Regions from separate parts of the Mus musculus genome. Here region 1 is linked to region 2. Evidence: chromatin contacts called from public promoter capture Hi-C data. All regions are on one chromosome and are shown on one strand. Each heading gives the region's core, a stretch centred on a gene start, on an enhancer-like site or on the middle of the called end of the contact. The rest is flanking DNA. Distances are from core to core; before and after follow the strand shown.

Evidence for each region. Capture Hi-C pulls out chosen DNA fragments and counts their contacts.
Region 1: a contact with region 2 is called in a promoter capture Hi-C map of adipose tissue. The contact joins two enhancer-like sites. A contact is called at or near these places in 12 of 39 promoter capture datasets (the 3T3-L1 cell line, 3T3-L1-derived adipocytes, the C10 cell line and 6 more), 1 of 15 datasets of contacts at CTCF or cohesin (the NIH/3T3 cell line), 7 of 484 Hi-C or Micro-C datasets (CD8 T cells, the CH12 cell line, the HPC-5 cell line and 4 more), 4 of 115 datasets of contacts at active chromatin or transcription factors (the HPC-7 cell line, embryonic fibroblasts, embryonic stem cells and 1 more) and 4 of 9 other capture datasets (adipose tissue, embryonic stem cells, liver and 1 more).

What each region holds. Positions count from the first base shown.
Region 1 is chr17:74,658,311-74,665,328 of GRCm38.p6, forward strand. It overlaps Birc6 (baculoviral IAP repeat-containing 6), which reads left to right. Exons shown (of 73, transcript NM_007566.3): 59 at 1-41; 60 at 849-1,045; 61 at 2,072-2,372; 62 at 4,291-4,508. Among named protein-coding and RNA genes, the nearest start is that of Ttc27, 56 kb to the right of the region's middle. Within about 2 kb of position 2,856, at least 2 of the 459 cell types and tissues checked have an H3K27ac peak or open chromatin away from gene starts, as enhancers often do.
Region 2 is chr17:74,574,768-74,582,132 of GRCm38.p6, forward strand. Birc6 (baculoviral IAP repeat-containing 6) reads left to right here. Exons shown (of 73, transcript NM_007566.3): 9 at 4,398-5,795. Among named protein-coding and RNA genes, the nearest start is that of Birc6, 50 kb to the left of the region's middle. Within about 2 kb of position 5,349, at least 6 of the 459 cell types and tissues checked have an H3K27ac peak or open chromatin away from gene starts, as enhancers often do.

The DNA of each region.
Region 1 (7,018 bases), core at 1,606-4,105, 81 kb after region 2:
GTCAAAAACAGATTCTTTCAAAAGACTGCACCCTGAAAAAGGTATGTAGATGACACTCCTTTATATCTTGCAATTCATTGGTGACAAGAGGTCCCAGTTAGGAAAGTACTTGATGTGCAAGCATAAGCATCAAGTTTGAGGTCCAGCATCCAAGTCACAAAGCTGAGTGGGATGGCTCCTGCTTTTAATCCCAGTGCTGGGAGATGGAGACAGGACCAGCTATAACACTCCCCAGCCAGCCCATCTCCATGGAGTTACACAGCGAGTACTCCTTTAAGTTAAACAGCTGCTGAGCATCTTTGCCACTCTTTTTTTTTTTTTTAATATTTATTTATTTATTTATTATATGTAAGTACACTGTAGCTGTCTTCAGACACTCCAGAAGAGAGCATCGGATTTTGTTGCACAGCTGCTGAGCATCTTCGCCACTCTTTTTTTTTTAATATTTATTTATTTATTTATTTATTTATTTATTTATTTATTTATTTATTTATTATATGTAAGTACACTGTAGCTGTCTTCAGACACTCCAGAAGAGAGCATCAGATCTTGTTACGGATGGTTGTGAGCCACCATGTGGTTGCTGGGATTTGAACTCAGGACCTTTGGAAGAGCAGTCAGCGCTCTTAACCGCTGAGCCATCTCTCCAGCCCTCCGAACTTTCTCTTTGCCACTGTTGCTCTTTCTTTTTGTACAGTGTATGTTTTTTATAAATGAAAGCATATTGTGTGTGTGTGTGTGTCTGTGTGTGTGTATATATATACACACACACAGACACACACACACACACACACACACACACACACATAGGTTGTTTCTTACATACTGAGTTTTTGTGTATTGTATAGATCATGGAGACTTAGTTGGCAGCTGTCCAGAGGATGAGGCTCTTACCCCGAGTGATGAGTGCATGGATGGAGTATTGGATGAATCTTTGCTGGAAACCTGTCCTATTCAGTCACCATTACAAGTTTTTGCAGGAATGGGTGGACTGGCTCTTATTGCAGAGAGACTGCCCATGCTCTATCCAGAAGTGATTCAGCAGGTAAGCTAAGCCTTCTACCACGGTGCACATGGTATAGTGATGTTTTCTGTTCTTTAAGTTACTTGCAATAACCTTTTAGGAATATTCTTGGCCTTATAATTTTTGATCAATGGATAAGTCACAGATTGGCTTCTATAGAATATATGAGCATCAGCTGGGAATATGGAAGCTCGTTTCTTATGACTTTCCCATGATGTTGTTATGATCATCACACTAACATTCTCTTTTCTGTATGTAGCTTGGATGTGGTTTTGATTGTGGTTATTACTGTAAATGAGAGAGTAAAATAATAGTGAATCACTCATATTTATGCCTTATTTAACTTCTGCTCTTTTTGATACCATTTCCAATGTAGATAGTTTTAAATCATTATTTTAGCTCACATCAGTTTTATCTTCTTCCTGTCATTTGATGTTTGTGTACTTTTCATGTTCTTTCATGTTAATGCAAAGTTTTTCCAGTTGTCTCTGGAATGTTTTACGGACAAATGGAAAAATCTGTTGGGTATCCTGGCATATACCTGTAATTTTAGCACTTGAAGAGCTATGGACAGAATGCCAGCTTGAGTTCATTTTTTTTGGGCTACAGATAGCAATACCTTTTCTCAAAAACAAAAAACAAAACAAAACAAAACAAAACAAAACAAAAAGGAAAAAGAAGAAAGAAAACCCACTATATGTTTCTTTTGCATGATTTGGATTACAATCTACACCAGTGGTTCTCAACCTATGGTTTCTTATAATTTTTGGAAGTTACAGATCAGATAATCCTGGCTATATTTATATTACAGTTCATAAAAGAAAAATGAGTGAATTAGGTTAGTGAACTACAGGTTGTTTGTCTGTTTTAAAGTTCGTCTGTAGTTATTCACTGACTATGAATAGGAAGATGCTGTTCTGACATGGATGCACTTGGTAGATACTGGCATACTTGTGATGCCATACTCTTCTTGGTATTTGTTACCATGTTTTTAAAACACGAAGAGTTCATCCGAAGCCCAGTACTGAACTGTCTCTTTTTCTTTAGGTGAGTGCTCCAGTGATCGCTTCCACCACTCAGGAAAAGCCAAAGGATAGTGATCAGTTTGAATGGGTGACCATAGAACAATCAGGTGAACTGGTTTATGAAGCTCCAGAAACCATTGCAGCTGAGCCTCCACCTGTTAAGTCAGCGGTGCAAGCCACGTCTCCCATACCTGCCCATTCTCTGGCTGCTTTTGGATTATTTCTTCGTCTTCCGGGCTATGCTGAAGTGCTCCTGAAAGAGAGGAAGCATGCCCAGTGCCTTCTTCGATTGGTGTTGGGAGTTACAGATGATGGAGAAGGCAGTAAGTGTTTCCAGTTACTGCTTACATTTATCAACACTACACAAACAGGGTGGATACATTTGTCTAGATTATTTTCTCTTCTTAACTGTTTGTTTTATAGTAAAGCTATTTACATGGTTTGTAATTTTTATTGAGTTTTTCGGTATTAAATATGGTAATCCTAAGAAATTTCATATTAAGTTTATAGTAAGTGACATTGGAATCGTGTGACCAGGAAGTAGGACTAGTGGCTGTGTAGTAGGTATGAGAACATACTGACTCTGACAGCTTAGAGGAGGACTGGCGCTGAGTATTCTGGGAGCCTCAGATGTGTGAGGCAGTTTCTTACAGATGTGTAAGTGTGAAGCTGGGTAGCAGTTTTGGGTGGTGCTCTGAAGGATAAGCAAAATTTAATTTAGGGAGAGTATTTTGAACAGAAGAGTTGTAAGCTTTGTTTGAGTATTTGGGCGGGGAGGAGCTAGCACATTCAAATCTGTATGAAAGGCACTTCTAAACTGTTGTGGTGGGCACGTGTTCGCAATCCCAGCCCTCAAGAGCTCAGTAGCACAAGGATCAGGTTTCCAAACTGCCGTTGACGATGTACTGAGTTTAGTGACAGCCTGGATACATGAGGGTCTGCATGGAGAAGCAATGAAAGAGAAGTTGTTATAGGATTATGAATACCTAATATTGATTAAACTATTATGAGGAATGGGGGCATTAAAAAAAAAAAATCCACCCCCAAAAGAAAATCTAGAGCACTGACTGTTTTTCCAGAGGTCCTGAGTTCAATTCCCAGTACCCACATGGTGACTCACAACCATCTGTAATGGGATCTGATGCTCTCTTCTGGTGTGTCTGAAGTCAGCTACAGTGTACTCATATACAATAAATAAGTACATTTAAAAAAAAAAAAAAAAAGAAAGAAAATCTGTTGAAGTGTTTGAAACACTAAACTTGGATTAGTGTTTGCAACAAGGCCAAAGTCCAATCTCCTGTACTATAGAAACAAAACAAGGAAATGGAGAAAAGCAAAAAGCATAAATCTGTAGCATTATTTTGAACAAAGAGAAGAGAGCTAAGATTATTATATTATACTGTATTATATATAGTATATGTAATACATATAAAGTTTATTATATTTAATAAATATATATAATAAATATAATGATTGTTCTTATTTCATGCTGTTATTTAATGCAATAAGAGATTGACTGATCGCAGTTGAGGTAGTTAGGAAAATTCACTTTCATTTGGATCCCTCTTAATTGTTCACTCAATAACATTTTACTGCCGATCGATCATAAGCAGCAAAGGGGAAAGAGTGGACTTAGATTGCACACAGAAGTCCAAGGAATGGCTTCTGTGATGCATAATTTCATTTTTTCAGCACTCATTCTGCTCATATGGTGCTTTATTGCTTGTGTTTATCACTTTCTTATTAAAGCAACACAAAACTATTGTACAAAAGAAAATAGTTTTACTTGTTATTGTTCATAGGAAAACCATTTGAAAGGACACCAGTCACTTTCTGATTGATGGTTGTAGGAAATTTCTTCTTCCTTGGCACACTTTTTATCCCAGTAGTGAGGAGGTGCAGTCAGAGACAAGCAGCCTTTTATAAATTGGAGGCCATCCTAGGCTACATGGAGAACCTTGTCTTTTAAAATAAAAAAAAAATTACATTTCATTTCACATTTAGTTCATATTATCTTTGTTGTCATTGATGGCTGTTACATATCTGTAAAATTTCAGAGTGTGTGTGTGTTGTGTTCTAGAGACTTTCTTGATACTTTAATAAAGATAACAGTCTCACAGTCAGCCTGCTTTTTAATAAGTTTAATGATAAAACCTTGCTTTGTTGTTATTACTTGTGACCCTATGTGTAAGTGCTTATTATTTTCAAGTGTCTTTAATTTTTCCCTCTTCTCTTTCAAAGGTCACATTCTGCAGTCTCCATCAGCCAATGTGCTTCCAACCCTTCCTTTCCACGTTCTTCGCAGCTTGTTTAGTGCTACTCCCTTGACAACTGATGATGGTGTGCTTCTGCGGCGGATGGCACTGGAGATCGGAGCTTTGCACCTAATTCTTGTCTGTCTCTCAGCTCTGAGTCATCACGCACCGCGAGTTCCAAACTCTAGCCTTAGCCAAACTGAGGTAGATTTCATTCCAATTCTCTAAGTCACTGCTTCTCAGCCTTCCTAATGCTGGGACCCTTTAATATAGTTCCTCATGTTGTCACAACCCCAGCCAGAAAGTCATTGTCACTGCTACTTCTTGTTATTTTGCTACTGTTATAAATTGTAAGTTGTGTTTTCCTACCTTTGGTCTTAGGTGATCCCTGTGAAAGTAAGGCTTCTTAAACCCTCAAAGAGAGCTAGAGGTTGAGGACCACTGCTTTATGTTACGAAAATCTAAACTTAATTGATGAGAATATAAAGTATAAAGTGAGAGTATAAACTCCAAATTTCAGAGTTTAGATTTTATAATTACTATGGGATGTCTGAAAGAGAAACTATCACTTGTTTTCTCTGCTACCCTCCTAAGGAAAAAAATCAGATTTACTCATCAGTTTAAGAAGCAGATAGTGGGGCTACAGAGCTGGCTTAGTGGTAAAGAGCACCTGTTGCTCTTGCAGAGGACACAGGTTCCATCCCCAGCTCCCACATAGTGAGTGGTTCACAGTTATCCATAACTCTATTTCCTGGGGATCCAATGCCCTCTTCAGACCTCTGGAGCCATTGAGCATAGCCATGAAACTCATAAATGGAGGCAAAATGCTCACATGGAAAACAGAAACAAATAGGAGAAAACAAGAAATGGATAGTTAGAACCTCCCCACTTGTTAGGATATGTTGACATCCTTTAGAGAATCATATTATTGAATGGTTTGTTATATAATATAGTAGACACCCTCACCCCACCCCCAAAACACACACACATGTGCATACACAAGCTGGCAAAGGGGGAAATAGTCCTTATTTAAAGTCCATTTGATTTGTGTGTATATAAAGATTTGAAATATATGAGATTTGTATACAAATACTGTTTCCAGTGTTGAGAGATGCCTACCAGTAAAGTCTTTGTGAGCTTAAAAAACCCAAATTTGCATCTTCAGAACCCAAGTTAAGTTAAGAAGCTGGATGAGCCGGGCGTGGTGGTGCACGCCTTTAATCCCAGCACTCGGGAGGCAGAGGCAGGCGGATCTCTGAGTTCCAGGCCAGCCTGGTCTGCAGAGTGAGTTCCAGGACAGCCAGGGCTACACAGAGAAACCCTGCCTCAGAAAAACAAACAAACAAACAAACAAAAAACCCAAAACCAAAAAACAGAAAAAGCTGGATGAGTTGGCATTTTCCTTTAATCCCAGTGTCCAGAAAACCAGACATTCTAGCCAAATTAAGTCCCAGGCTCAGTGAGAGATCTTGTCTCTAAAATAAGATGGAGAGCAATTGAGAATGTCTCATTTTCACTTGGATGTCCTTGTGCAGAAGTGTTTGTATTATGGGATACAGTGTAATGTTTCAATCCATAAATGCCATTTGTTATAATCAGATCACAGTGAGTAGCATTTTTATCACCTTAAACAGTTACTCAAAACTCTCAGGTTTTACAAATGTACCTCATTTGCTAACTTAGTCTTTCAGTCCTACTGTAAAATCACACTCATCTGTGTTCCCTCCCAGTTAAGATATATTTTGTTTTTAAACCTTAGGAGGCTAGCCTGGGGGTTATGCATGTTATAAAGAGGTTGGCAGGGTAAGGCAGAAGGCTGTTGTGTGCTCATGGCCAGCCTTGGCTACACTGACCAAAGCAAAAAACAACCCATAAGCAAATTTTAAAAAACAAGAACAAACAAGAACCCAACAAAGGGAATGACCTGGTAAGATGGCTAGGAGAGGAGTAGCTCTCCATCGGGGTGTGAGTTTGGTCCCCAGGGCTCACATAGCAGAAGGAGAGAAAGCACTCCCTAAAAGTTATCGTCTGACCTCTGCCAGCGTGCTGTGCTGTGTGCATCCATGTTTATTACTGAAACCAAGTGAATAAAAGAGTGAGTGAGTAAATGCAAAAATTAAAACAAGACTATAGGAAATCCCAAAGAAACAGTTTTAGAGTGGAAACTCAAGTTAGAACTTGCTATGTGGACCAAGTTGGCCTCAAACTTGTAGATCAGGTTTAGCTGTAGTGGAATTCAGTTGGTATCTTTTCTGTAATCTACTCCTCCCCCCCTTCCTTCCTCCTCCCTTCTTGCATGCATCTATTCATTCATTCATTCAAGGGTTTCTCTGTGTAGCCCTGGCTGTACTAGAACTTGCTCTGAGGACCAGGTTGGCCTCAAACTTGTAGATAGATCTGCACTGCTGAGTGTAAAAGAATGTGCTACCATGTCCGGCTTATGATCTCATTCTTGATTTGTATGGTTAGTGTTTACATTGTAGTTTGTCTAATTTCTTGGTTTTGTGGTTTTTTTCTGTATGCCTATTCACATTAAGGATTTATTTATTTATTTTGGTTTATGAGATGGGTTCTTACTCTTTGTCCATCCCAGTCCACACCTCCTAGGTTCAAGTAATATTCCAGCTGGAGTCTCCCAAGTGCTAGGCCTGCAGACATGTGTTACAATTTATGCTTGGACATCTGGAGAGAGAGAGAGAGAGAGAGAGAGAGAG
Region 2 (7,365 bases), core at 4,099-6,598:
GCCTAGCGCAACAGTCCCTTACTAAATTGGGAGCTTGTTTATTTGACGTGGTTAGCTGGTCAAGTCAAATAGCTGCAGGGTTCCACCAGTCTCTGTTTCCCTCAGTGCTGGAGTTACTAATAGATGCCATGCTTGGCCTTTACCTGGGTGCTGGGAATCTGAACTTAAGCTTCAGGATTGTGTAGCAAGCCTTATTTCAAGCTTATAGTTAGTTGAGCCATCTGCCTTTGCCATAGCACGTTAGAGTATAAATCCCAATCTAATTATTATTGTATAGTTATATTTTGTAAAATAATGATATTTAGCATGCATTAAAGAATTGTTCACAGTACCTGGGAAATGCTCATTGTTTATAAAGTGATGGTTATTGTGACTAGAATGTCATACCATGAACATGTCAAGGATATGAAACATATTTTATGTCTTTAGAAGAAGTGTGGGTTTGTGTAGTGTAGCAGTTAAAAACTCATTATTATAAAATAGCAAATGTTTTCTAAATTCTGATTTGTCATGAATTATTTTTAATGCTGCTCAGGAGAAGGCTGGACTGATTTTTGTTTAACACTCAGTTTTGAAGTTCTTAGCTCTGGAAAAAACAAAAAGACATGAAAATGCCCGAGAGATACAGAGATTTATAATTTTAGAAAAGAAAAAGAACTGATTCCATTTAGAAAGTTCAGACGAGGCGACCAGCGTGGTTCAGTAGGTAGTTGATGCTTACTGCCAACGCTGATGCCCTAAGTTCATCTCTGAGACCTGTGTTGGTGAAAAGAGCCAGCAGATTCCACAGTACTTCCACACATGCTCCATGGTCTGTGGACACACACAAACACAGTGCACACAGGTTAGCCTTTTCCTCCTTTGCTGTCCTTTACAAACACAGAATTGGCATGCTGTTACATTTTCTTACTCGTTCATAGAGAAATAGGGTGGGTGCTGGAGACTTTCTGGAACCCTGAACTTTTTTACAGGAATGACTCCTGGTTTTTATTAGGTTATTTAACTGTGTGGACTTTAGGTTTATTTCTTATGAGTGTTTATAGTAAGTGTTTTCAATGCCCTCTCATCTTTTTTAAAGTTTTTTGGTTTTAACTTAATTGTCTACCACAATTGTATCCTTTTCTTTTGGTCTAAAGAACTTGTATGTATTTTGGAGATGAATAGTACTTATATTTTGGGGGGCATGCTGGCAGTCCCATAGTCTGTCGTGATGGCTGTAATCAGAAGGATTGCTACGAGTTTGAGCCTAGTCTGGACTATATAGCAAGATGCTGTCTCACTTCCCAAAATAATACTTGCATTTGGTCTATATTCTTTACTTTCTTTTATCATTGTGTTTTTCATCTGTGCTTGTTTGATTTTCTACACTGCCTTAGGATGTACTTCAGTTTCTAATATGTAGACATTTATCATATATTTTCTTTTGAGACAGCATCTCATTATGTAGCTCTGGCTAGTTTGGAATTTGTATAGATCATACTAGCCTTGAACTCACAGAGTTTTGTGCTTCTGTCCCCTGAGTTTTGGGATTAAAGGTATGTAGTGTTATCCAGGGCCTTAATTCTTGTTGGTACATATGATACATTTTTAAAGAAGTATTGTCTTTGAATAGAATTAAAAGATCATAGCAGTAAGGAGTAAAATCCTTTCACTTTAAAAATTTAAATATCCCTTAATATCCCTTAATATATCCCTTTATTTGTATTTAGTATATGTATGTACATAAATGTGAGTTTACGTGTGTGGAGGCACCTCCAGTGTGTGTGTGTGTGCATGTGTGTGTTTATGTGCATGTGTTTCTTTCTTTTGGGCAGAATCTTTCATTAACTTAGAGTTAATTAGTACTAGACTAAACTCTTTGGCCAGTGAGCCCCAGGGACCTGCTCGTCTTGGCCTCCCTAGTGCTGGTTACAAGTATGCTTGTCTGACCTGTTGTACATAGGTTCTGGGGACTGCATTGAGGTCCCTCATGCTTTCCTTTCAAGGCATGCATTTTACTGACAATGCCATCCTCTTAGCCCTAGTTGATTTGATGGTTTGTAAGTAGGCTGTTTGCTCATAGGAAAATATTTTCGTTTAAGACTAATTTCAAAAATATAGGTTCTAACTTATACTTTTATTCCAGTAATCTTTTGGAGGATTATGGAGTAAACATCTAAACCTGATAGTAATGAGGGATGTAGTCTCATCCTGAATTGTCTTACAAATTTTAGATGCCTTTTTAGAACTCCTCTAAGTGGAGTTCTAAAATTAATTTGAGCCTAGTCTTAATTTGAATGACGTAGTTAAATTGTAGGCAATATTAACCTCAGAATTAAGAGTGCACAATAAGAGGCATCTGTTTTTGGTTAAGATTATAAGTTTTGAAAGTTCTTAGTTGATTTCAAAGAGAAAAGTTTGTTTCTGAATAATATATCTGAGTCAAGGAAACATGACTTCTCATGAAGGCTGAAAACAAGGGCTGGCTGGAGAATCGAGTACAGATTGAACGTTGATGGCTTTAGAAGACAGCCAAGACAAAATCAGGACATGTGGCTGTTAGAAACTGGCTTTGGTGCTACGTAAGAAAGCCAGGGACAGAAGGCTTTCCCAGAGTCGTTGTCTAGCAGACTTTGAGTGAAGGGCCAGGCTGTGGCAGAGTGGTTACCTGATATGCAGGAAGCCCTGTGTTCCTTCCAGAGCACCATAAACACACACTGAAGAGGAGGGGCAGAGTTAAGAGATGTCAGAGTCTCATAGTGGATTATCCCTCGTCCCAGATGTGCATGCATTCAGTGCTTATAAGAGGAAGTACAATACTAGAGCTACTTGCTATGTTTTTCTTTGTTTATTTATTTTTCTAGTTGTTTGCTTCTTTTGAGCAGGGTCTCAGTGTATCTCAGCACTCACTGTAGTGCAGAGCGGCCTCATACTCAGAGTAACCCTCCCCACTCAGTCTTTCCTGTTGGGATTGCAGCAGTGAGCCACCCAGCGTAGCTGATTGTTTCTTTTTAAACAGCTTCATTGTGCATACTATTTACCTTAAATATTGTCCTAATTTTATGTGCTTTGTGTATTTATTTTCAGTTAATATATACATAGATTAAAACTATTCTATGTGGATAATTTTTTTGGCATAACTTTAAAAGGTTAGCTTTTTAAATTTAGTACATCCAATAGGTAAGCATTTCAAGGAAATAGATTTTAATTAATTAAACTTACACAAATACTTTCCTTTTTTTTCCAATCGGGAAAGTATGTGTAGACAGTGCCATTCAGTGAGATGGCTATTTGTTATTATAACCACAGAGTTCAGGGGAATGAGCTGATCACTCTTCAGCTTCAGTTAGAAAATGTTTCAGCTGTAGAGGTTAGTAATAATAGTAAGTTAGTAAGATAATCCAGATTGTCTTAAAATTCTGGGTAACCCTGTAAGTGAATCTTGAAGAGACTGGATAGTATAGTATCAGGACGCCTAAGTGCTGTTCTACGGATCCCTTGCTCATTACTTACTTGTTTCAGTTTTTATATAGCCACATCATTTAATATTTTCATGCCTCTTATTGTCATACCTAGTTATAAAAGCAGTTTTATCTTTTCTTTATTTTTGCCTATCATTGGAATGTTTTTCTCTCCCCCCACTGTTTTTACTGACTGATTCATACTGTTGGGAAAGTTAAAAAATAATCAAAATTGGTTGAGAGAATTTTCAGTTCAGTGTTTGAGTGGAGAATTGGTTGCTGTCTCTGGTGGGGTTTTGTCTCTGTGACCGCCAGCATTGTGGAGCAATGGAAGAAATGGTGCTTGAATTTTAAAGTATTAAAAAGAAAGGAACTGAGATTATGATATTTTTCTTAGGTATTTGAGAGAATCAATTAATTATAATACACAAAGAATATTGGGTGTATTTTTGGTTTAGAAATGAAGTCCAGAAATTCTATTCTTTTAGCATCAATTTAAAGCAATAACTAAATAATATAGTAATAATTTGCCATGACTTAAGAATCAATTTCTTCTCTACAAAATGTATTTGAGTTGAAAATAATTTTGAATTTCTTGAGTAGTCTTTTTTTAAGTTTTCATATGTAAGGTCATCTGACATTTGATTAAATTTCTTTTAAAATATTGGATATAAAAATATTTAATTTTTGTGTTTCCATGTATGTATTGGCACATGTGAAGGTCAGCGGGATAGCATGCAGGAAGTAGTTTCATTTTTCTCCCTCGTGGGTCCCAGTGATCATCAAGCTGAGTCTGGCTTCAGGGCAAGAGCCTTTTCCTGCTGATCTATCCTGTGGCCATGGAGTCCTTTAGTAACACATAGGTCAGATGAATCAGGAAAACCTCACTGAAGTACTGATAGTGATTTACATGACCACAGCTGCTGCATCTAATGTGATATATTTTTCTTTTCAAAGGGCATACATCACAGAAGGAAGCCATGGAAGTAAGCCTTGATATAACAGCTCTCAGCATTCTCCAGCAGCCAGAAAAACTGCAGTGGGAGATTGTGGCTAATGTGCTTGAAGATACTGTTAAGGATCTTGAAGAACTTGGGGCAAACCCCTCCCTAACGAACTCTAAGAGTGAAAAGACAAAGGAAAAGCACCAGGAACAACACAACATTCCCTTCCCCTGTTTATTGGCTGGAGGTTTATTAACATATAAGTCTCCTGCTACCTCACCCATTAGTAGTAATTCTCACAGGTCACTGGATGGTTTAAGCAGAACTCAGGGCGAAAGTATATCAGAACAAGGGTCAACTGACAATGAATCCTGCACAAATTCAGAGCTGAATTCTCCTCTGGTCAGGAGGACTTTACCTGTGTTACTTCTTTATAGTATCAAAGAATCTGATGAGAAAGCAGGAAAAATCTTTTCACAGATGAACAATATCATGAGTAAAAGTTTGCACGATGACGGTTTTACAGTTCCTCAGATTATTGAAATGGAGCTGGACAACCAGGAGCAGCTGTTGTTACAGGATCCGCCTGTGACTTACATCCAGCAGTTTGCAGATGCAGCCGCCAGCCTCACTTCTCCAGATTCCGAGAAGTGGAACTCTGTGTTCCCCAAGCCTGGGGCTTTGGTGCAGTGCTTGAGGCTACCAAAGTTTGCAGAGGAGGAGACTCTTTGTATAGACTCTATAACTCCTTGTGCTGATGGAATTCATTTGTTGGTAGGACTGCGGACATGCTCTGTGGAATCATTGAGTGCAATAAATCAAGTCGAGGCCTTGAATAATTTAAATAAATTAAACTCTGCACTATGTAATAGACGTAAAGGTGATCTGGAATCCAATCTTGCTGTAGTGAATGGTGCAAATATCAGTGTGATCCAACATGAGTCACCAGCAGATGTGCCGGAGCATCTGCTCATCCGGCCGGAGCAGAGGAATGTCGTCAGTGGTGGATATTTAGTTCTTTACAAGATGAACTATACCACTCGAATAGTGACTTTAGAAGAGGAGCCCGTGAAAATCCAACATATCAAAGATCCCCAGGACACAATTACCTCGCTCATTTTGCTTCCACCAGATATACTGGATAATCGAGAGGATGACTGTGAGGAACCTGCTGAGGAAATGCAGTTAGCCTCAAAGAATGGGATTGAAAGAGAAAAAAAGTCTGACATTTCTACGCTTGGACACCTGGTAGTAACCACTCAGGGAGGATACGTGAAAGTATTAGACCTTTCAAACTTCGAAATTTTGGCCAAAGTGGAGCCTCCCAAAAAGGAGGGCACTGAAGAACAGGATACATTTGTTTCTGTCATTTACTGCTCAGGCACAGACAGGCTGTGTGCGTGCACCAAAGGTGAGCTGCTTGCTTGATTCTTCTGAGAAACCTTTGGTGGCATTTGTCTATGTACATTATCTAGTGTGAATTTTAGATCCATGTAAGAGGTTAGTTTTTCTTTCTAGGAAATATTGTTTTTAATGCCTTTAAACTTATTTTTTAAACTTTCCTAGGCAAGAAATCTATTGTAATTAGCTTAGTAAGTCCTCAGAAAGTATCTTCTCAGCTGAGTGTAAACGTTTACTTAGGATGGTGAAACTCTAGGGTCATGAGTTTGAGGCCAGCCTGGATTGTGTAGCAAGATAGAGCTTTGCTCAATTTCAAGTATCATGGAACTTTGTGAATACTGACTACCTACATTTGTGGACCTAGTTTCCTTAGCAACTTGGATAAGAGGGCCCTTGTGTATGAGAGCACACAAGCTGCTGAGGGAGGAAGGACTTATTGGGCACATGGTTTCAGAGATGTTAGTTTGTCACAGCTGGGCACATATGAATAGTTAGGGAAGCTCCTGTCATGGCAGCTACAAAGCAAGGGTGTGTGTGTGTGTGTTGTCACCTATAGTCAGGGAGCCCCCCCACTGCTGCACCTGTGTGCAAAGGCCTCCATAGTTCACTTATAGATGTGTTTTTTCTACTCTGGCTCCTATAGTCTGTTGCTTAGGCTTTTTATAATCAAATAATTTATATACAGTTTCTGGCACAGATTACTTCTAGAAAAAACAACTTAGCAAATAGTCTTTAGTTTTGTAAGATGATAAGATACTTGGTCTTTTTTTCTTTTCTTTTCTTGTGGGGGTGGGGAGGGTTCGAGACAGGGTTTCTCTGTGTAGCCCTGGCTGTCCTGGAACTCAGTCTGTAGACCAGGCTAGCCTCGAACTCAGAAATCTGCCTGCCTCTGCCTCCCAAATGCTGGGATTAAAGGTGTGTACCACCACTCCCTGCTGGTCTTCTTTTCTTATAAGCTTTGGCTGATAAAAATTAGTTTTGAAACATTTGAGACCCCCTTTTGGATATTGTGCACCATTCCCCCCATATATATATTGTGTGTGTGTGTGTGTGTAAATCAAATAACTGCACTATAGATTTTCACAAATACTACTGGCATTTTGAATCATAACAAATACTCTTTGCTGTCGATAGGTTAGTTGGAATTAAAGGGCCACACAGTTCTTGAAGCCTAGATGAGTATAATGAAGAGTTGGTGGATTTAAGAAAAGCTACCTCTATCTGTGCTTTTGGAGTTATTAAGTTATTAAGTTATTAAGCTGAGTATTTTTTTAAGTACATTTCTAGGGCTTTGCCAAAGAGGGTAGTAGCTTATACATTAATTGATTCAGATTACAAATTTGAGCTACATCTAGTTTAATACCCAGAAAGGGGGAAAAATCTTCAAAGTACATTAAAATAATAGTAAATAGATATAAAGTAGGAACATTCAGCATAATTTCAGAAAGATAAAACTTTGAAGGTCACGTGAGACTTGAGAGTAGCTCTTCTAAGTACTAGAAAGTTCCAGGGAATTTTAACTTAGGATCATGTGCACTAGTTTGTTACTCTTAGTGATCACACCTACTTTTCAGTGCATA